Regions from separate parts of the Drosophila melanogaster genome. Here region 2 is linked to region 1. The links are chromatin contacts, called in public Hi-C maps. All regions are on one chromosome and are shown on one strand. The core of a region is the stretch at or near the end of the contact, and the rest is flanking DNA. Distances in the headings are between cores, read along the strand shown. Region 1 holds the start of CG15882. Region 2 holds the start of CG14196.

Evidence for each region. Hi-C and Micro-C count contacts between places; a contact is called where the count stands out from the background.
Region 2: a Hi-C map of the Kc167 cell line shows a contact between it and region 1, with 1.8 times the contacts expected there. The contact joins the promoter of CG14196 here to the promoter of CG15882 in region 1. A contact is called at or near these places in 15 of 107 Hi-C or Micro-C datasets (the D17-c3 cell line, the Kc167 cell line, the ML-DmBG3-c2 cell line and 6 more).

What each region holds. Positions count from the first base shown.
Region 1 is chrX:19,122,473-19,126,092 of dm6, forward strand. It overlaps CG15882, which reads right to left and starts at 1,916. Exons shown (of 1, transcript NM_133120.3): 1 at 1,283-1,916. The coding sequence starts at 1,804. The coding sequence ends at 1,328. tgy (twiggy) reads right to left here. Exons shown (of 4, transcript NM_001298496.1): 3 at 3,534-3,620; 4 at 2,531-3,172. The coding sequence ends at 2,987.
Region 2 is chrX:19,240,038-19,243,657 of dm6, forward strand. It overlaps CG14196, which reads right to left and starts at 1,803. Exons shown (of 5, transcript NM_133139.2): 1 at 1,276-1,803. CG7889 reads left to right here and starts at 3,594. Exons shown (of 3, transcript NM_133140.3): 1 at 3,594-3,620.

The sequences.
Region 1 (3,620 bases), core at 666-3,165:
CTCCTTTTAACAACGTTCCACTCTTCAGTACAAAAACTCTTAGCCTGAAATAGTTAACTACTTAAGTTTATTATTTCTTAAGTATAACTCTATAAATCTACATTCATTTTGGCAACTAACTTGTAATTTTTAGGTACTTTCCCATTGAACACATCCTCCGACTGATTCGAACCTTAAACCATAAACCTAGTGGGTCGCCAAAATGCGTCCGATTTCAAAGTTAAACCGGTGGGCTCCCGTACCTCCCAGCCACTGCGTGGGAAGAGGAGATGGTGGATGCCGCAGGTCCAGGACCCGATCCTGCCAACCAAAGAGCCACAAGCGAGACAGACAGCCTGCCGAAGGGCAGCCAGCGGGGAAGGGGCGTGGCAGGTGGACAGGCATCGGCGAGGGGAGTCGGGAAATAGGAGGCGTTGGCAGACAGTTGAAATTGCAAATTATGCTTATGGGAGGAACAGGGTGCCAAGGGGTAGGAGAAGGAGGAGCATTGAATCGGCGGCGGGGAGTCCACTGTCTGCGCTCTAATTATGCAAACTACCTGCTGTTACTCAATTAATCTTGATTACGTTTGTGTTATCCAAATACAATTATTTTGGTATTAATTACAGTGGCCAGGAGCCACCAACCACTGGCCACCCAGCCACTGGCCAAAATGGCAAGACCAGGCGGAGGACCACTTTTACGAGCGGAAATTGTCTGGGTCGCCGGGTAAAGCAATGTGGAGCACCGCCCCCACTCGCCAGATTGCCTTGGAAAATGCACACCACGCATTACGGCAAGTGTTTTAGTCCAATTTTTTCTCGGCATTTTAGGCAAAATTCGCATTTCCATTCTGATTCCACTGCCATTCGTATGCGATTCGCATTTGACGCGACTCTACCGACTTTTCCAAAGAAACACAAAATGTCGGCCGGTAGGTAGTCTAATTTCCTAATTAGCCCAGGGAATGTGAACTATTGGAATGCCAGTGTTTCACCCAAATTTTTTGGGGTGAGCCGCAGGGAGCGATGACCTTAATTAGCTGCCTGCGAGAATGAGACTTAAGTGCTCTGAAGTGGACTTATAGGGATAAGCCAATGAATAATTGTAATAGTGACCCACTGAACTGAAGTGGCTCCTCAGTTAATAAATTGAAAAGCATCAGCTTTAGGCCTAATTTGAGCCGAATATATTTCAAATACGTTCAAAACTAGCTGAATATTCATCAGTAATATATTGTAGTATGCGTGCGATGAACCTTGTTCTATAGAACTTTAAACTAAACTAGAGCCGGCGAGTGTTTGGATTTTTTAATTATTGTATTAAGTTAACATATGTAGAAGTTTTCTTATTCGGGGTGGTTGATAATATATTCGTAGACCAGGTGTGCACGATGCAGCGCCAGGCCCGTGATCACTCTCCTCACATCTTTGAGCTTCAACTTGGGTGCCCTACGGGAGCGGATCATGGTGGACACGACCACTGGTAGCCTGTTCCGGAGAGGGAGTGGTGATTGCATCATCATGAACGTTTTATGCACCACATTTTGCATCTGTAGGTTGATGACCTTCACGATCCGTGCCGCATAGTCCATACTCTGCTTTTGGGTTAGCGCTTCGGGATTATTGGGCGCTTTGGTCGCTTTGGGTACAACTGCCGCAGGCGGTGGATCTTCCTTCGAAACAGATTGACCCTCGAGGTTCTTTTCCTCGCCGGCAATGTCGACATCATTCGGGGTAGCCAATTCAGAGAGTGTGTCCTCACTGAGCAGCTCCTTCAAAGATAGTTTCTCCATATTCGCGAGTTCTTTGTTCATGTTCTCCATCCTTCTGGGTTTCGGCAGCAATCAATTTAGGGTTTTCCTCAGTATTCAATATTCCCAGAAGATTGAAAAGTTGGTTTTTTAATTTATTTCGCAATAGCTCACTTGAATCGTGTAGAAAGTAAAGGATAAAGTGAGAATCATTCAACGAATAGCTGATTAACTGGATCTAAAAGTCTGGGCATACTTAAATACCAATTAGTGTGCCCGCATGTGTAAAAAAAAATTCGAATAGGAACAGAGCTTTTGCAAAGAACACTTGACTGTACTCAATACAATGCTAAAATAATTTAAAAAAAACTATACACATTCTGTTATAAATAATATGCTCTATGATCATTTTTATTTCCAGTATTAAAAGTTAAGTAATTCGATTTTTCGAATCGAGTGTTTTATATAATAATCCACATATTTAATGTCAGCAGTAGTAAAATCACTCTTTTGATCATTTGCCTTAAAGTAACAAATATGTACTTGCTTTTCGATTTCTAGTACTAGTGTTGCACAATGACGTTAAAAGGTGTTACCAGGGTTTGAAACAAGTTGCGGTAAGTTAAGCCACTCAACGCCACGTGGCCATTATTATTTCATTTACTCATTGTAGATTGTTGAAAACTGTACAAGAAGTATAACCATTTCATACGCCTTAGGCTTCTAAAGAAAACTGTTTATTTTCCTTGCGTACATATGTTGTAAAGCCAATCATTTATAGAGTTTAAGATTATTATGGCATAACAAAGTTCAAGCTGGCAACTCTAATTTGTACCATTCAACAGATCAGAGATTGCAGTCATTTCGTACGTACACTTACAATGTTAATAGTGCAGCCATACCATTATAGTTGCGACTAATTCATTTTTCTAGATATGCAACTTTTTGAAATCCTCATTGGAAATCAAGAGTAAATGTCCACCCAGTAGCCCTCCATTATCCTTTTAATGCCTTCGTGTGGCCCGTCTGCCACGAGCTGCTCAATAATAAATACATGAATAGATAAACTAGGACGTGGATCGGGCAAGGACAAGGAGTCGCAACAGGACAGCATCTGGCAGCCTTGGCACGTTCGCCTTGTGCCCATAATATATTAAATACACGATAAGCACACACAAAAAAAAAAGGATGGAAAATATGTAGATATGGACTTGAGATTGCTGCTGCTGAAGTGGCAGAATGGCTGGCTCCTGCCTAGGACACCGGATTGTCGCTCTCGGGGATGACCAGCTCCTCCTCCCGGATCTTCTTGGGCAGCCGTTCCGCCACCTGCGCCCTTCCGGAGAGCTGGAACTGGTAGTTGAAGTAGTCGTACACGTACAGCTGCTTGCTGTGCACATAGTGAAAGGCCACCGGGTACTCCGACAGGCAGTCCATGCACTGCAAGAATACGAAGATAGTTTAGATAATAATCAAAAGAGGACAAGGAATGCGAATACGAAGGTGGAAAAACTATACGTTGAGGCTTGAATATCAAAGATAAAATGCCTCCTCACGCGGTTATAAGCCAGTGACGAACGCACCTTACCACCACCTTTCTGGTAACGAAGAATGATGATTACGTTCGACTAAATAATATGAGTGCTTGGCAAAATATGGCGTTGTCTTTGTGACACTTGAGTTTATTTTCTATTTTGCTGGATTGTTAAAAGGTACTGGATGGGTAAGCTGTGCATTCATTCATATATCTACATACATACAAACGTACTTTTAGTAGGGTGCTAAATGCATCCAAACTCACCGATCTCGGATTGTAGTAGGCGTACTTGTACAACCAAAAGTCCATGCCAACGTTGCCCGAGAGAAGGGCTCCATAAGGAGCTATGGG
Region 2 (3,620 bases), core at 553-3,052, 120 kb after region 1:
TTAAATTTGCACGTCGCTCGTAACTTATTTGACAATTTCTCATAACTAAGTCACGAATACACATAGCGTATTTCGTATTGAAACAACATGTTTCCCATTTTCTCGTTGTTTCACTAAACCTTAATTTGATTTCCAAACTGTATGTAATAGTTTTTTGCTTTTTGTCGGAAGCTTTCTAAGCAACTGAACTTTCGTAACATTATGAAATAGTATAGATTTTTGTCTATACTTTTTACCCAACAATGTTTTGGGTAAACATCCATGCTATTGCCAATAAGACCGAAGCCGCTAAACACTTAATTGACTGAAGTTGATGGAAAACAATGGGCCCAGGCCTAGATACACAGATACAGATACAGATCGAGATAAGCAAAGCCCAGTGACTATGGATCCATCGATAAGGTGATAAGATTGCGATGGGCAGCGTGGTTACATGTGGCTCTGGAGTGGAAGCCACATATTTGGCTACCAGCTGTGCCCCCAGATAGCCAATGATTCGATTCGATGGGTTGTTGACACTTTCCCGCCTTCGACTAGTTTTGGCATGCACTGAGAACGAAATCGTGGAGTTCTGAACTTAAATCAAATTAAAAGATGCATTTAAATCGATTGAATATCACTGCACTTAGATCTTTGCATTTCAAATGCAATTCAGAAAAACATTGGAATTTGTATTCAGAAATTCAGTACATTATAAGTGTATCTTATGCTTGCAAATATGAGTAACTTACACCTCAGATACACATCCATACATACATATGTATGTCTAATGTACTTAATGTTTTTCACAATGCAAATAGCATTTTTTAGATTTTTTATTTAATAATCAGGGTCTATACATGTATGTATCAAAAGCTGATAATGTAGCTTTACTTTTTATTCAAAGAATTTATTTAATTTGGTAGAAATTTGTTAAAATTCACTGGGTAAACGAAAAGTTATAGAGAAATGAGAAAGTTATCTATACGACGAGTATCTTTCAAGTCGCTGTGTTCTCATTAAGACATAAATTAAGAGTTTAGTTTGCGGTTTTTTAACTAACTTACAGAATGTTTTTGGCCACTTTCCGCCCTTATGTCACTCAACTCAAACGAGGGCTATAATAATCTGAAAACCAATCAGGTGTTTTGAACATCTGCTGATAGCAGGGCAAAAACAAAAACGATTCCAAAAGACGTCGGATGAACTCGTGCGAGGTGTGTGATGTGAACGTGTCGCACCCATCATATCCCATCGCGATTCCAATTCCCGATGCGATTCCGCCCACTTACTTACCTGTGCTCCGTACGTAGTATTCTAGTATTTGGTATTCCCAGTGGGATCCGCGTATAGTATCTCCTTGGCAAGTTCGCCAATTGGCAGCACAGTGCTTCCTGCGCCAGTGGTTTATGGCTTTTATTTTGGGTGCTGGTGCTGCTGCTGCGGCTGCTGCTAATGCTATTTATTTTTATACACCACGAGATGCACTCACTAGCGGACCAAACGACCAACCGAGTGACTGAATGACTGAAAGACCGACTGAATGGCCTGCATCTAATTGAGAGGCGCTATGTGGACTACGACTGAAGTTCAAGGTTGTAGCATTGATGGTTACCACAGGGAAGGCTCAAGGTTTGCCACTCCTTGCCTTAAATCACTGCGAATGCTCTATAGAGCTATATTCCCAAAATGCCACAAATTCCACGATGCCCGCGATATGATCCCGAAACCAAATCCGAAACCGAATCGAAAACCCAGCTAAAATCTCATTTGACGAGGGCTCGACGTAATCGCGGTACTTCCATCGCCGCCAGCTGCGAAAATCAACTAAACCGAATCTGAACAGAACCCAATTGCTATGGGCATGAGCCGAGAAAGCGCCGATGGGAAGATCGGATCGACTAACGCCAATCGATCGGCGCTACGTCCACGTAATAGCAGCGCCCACTGCTGTTGGCTAACAGGGCTGTTCGGGTTTCGACCATCCATTGACCTATGTATGTCTATCTGTCCATCCATCTACTCGTAGTAGTTCCTTCTTGGACGCGCCATCTAAAAACTACTGGCGGCTCCAACCTATCCATCACAAATTTCGGTTAACATGTGGTCTATACACACATAATATACACACGTAAATGCTACGGATTTGTTTCCGGTGTGGAGAACCCAAATGCCCAAAAGTGTGCAGCGATTTTGTAAGCCTTATCCATATACACAATCCCATTTGATTTATTGACCAAAATTATGAAATTATTATGAAATTATGACTTGGATTACTTTAATTTGCTTATTTGAATTTTATCTACCCAGCTTATAGTATAGAATAACTCATGATTGATGGTCCACTTGAGACGAAAGAGTATTCTATGCGAATTTTTTTTTTATGTAATATAAGCATTGCTTAACTATGTGTATTATATCTTGTCTCATAAGAAGTTCTTGTTACTTAAACATAATATATACTGTTTATTTAAATTTGATTTTCTATTAACATGATATAGTTAAGTTTTAAGTAAGTGCAGGTATATTACATAAATCTACAACTAAGCTTTTCTCGATTTTAATAAAAACTTTAATATAGCGTATCATAAAAATCACCTGTTAACGACATAAAAACTATTGATATACATTTTCATTCAACTAAAAAACTGCCATATCTAAGATATAAGTCACGCTTTGTAAAAATATTCGAGGTGGACAAAATTCATTTGAAAGGAAGTCTCTAGAGCCAAGTGCTTAGACGTTATGGGCGTAGAAACTGTAGCTATTTATAGAAGTTTTTCCGCTAAGCTAACGTGTTTTTCCAAAATTTGGTCATATTTAGTTGTTTAACAGAAAATATAATATTTTAGGTTTTCCAAATAACGTTTTGTTGCGGGAGAAAACCAAATCGACATAAACTCTCATTTTGAAAAATGGCCAATTACTTGTTTTGAAAATATATTTCAAACGGAGGTTTAACAAGACTTCGGTTTTTTTGTCAGTAGCAATTAAAACGCAACTGATGGGTCTCAGTTCCAATTTGTTGTACTTTTATCGGAACCATAAAATTTTGTACCTTTTGATGTATCACTCGTTATCTGCCAACTACAGCAGATTTTCGTTCCTTGTGTGTATACATACTTATATCTACATAGCACACTCTCCTGGTGCGCTTCGGCACTACGTGGACTGCCGTTCACAGTGATGTATTTAATAATAAAAAATATTTGTATGCCCGTTACTCGTAGAGTAAAAGAGTATACTATTCGTTGGTAATAGCTAGATGGTAGCGTTTCCAACCATAAAAATTACATATATTCTTGATCAGGACCAATAGCCGAATCGTTCTTTCGTGTGATAATTCTTTGTTTTATTTTTTTTTCCCAAAGTCTATAATATGCCATCAAAATAATTGAATTCCGCTAATGCATTTCCACTTGCTGAGTATCTGATAGTCGGGGAAGACGACTATAACATTCTAGATTGTTTTGTTATTAGGCAAAGATATTTATTATAGAGTATTTGTTTTGCCGTATCAATATTACTCGTAATATACTCTATATTGTTAGGTACTCGCCAAAGTTGGGAATACCCCATTTGTTTTTCCGTCAGAGAGTGTTTTTGGTAATTGGTCACACTGCTCTCCAAGTGCCGGGTAC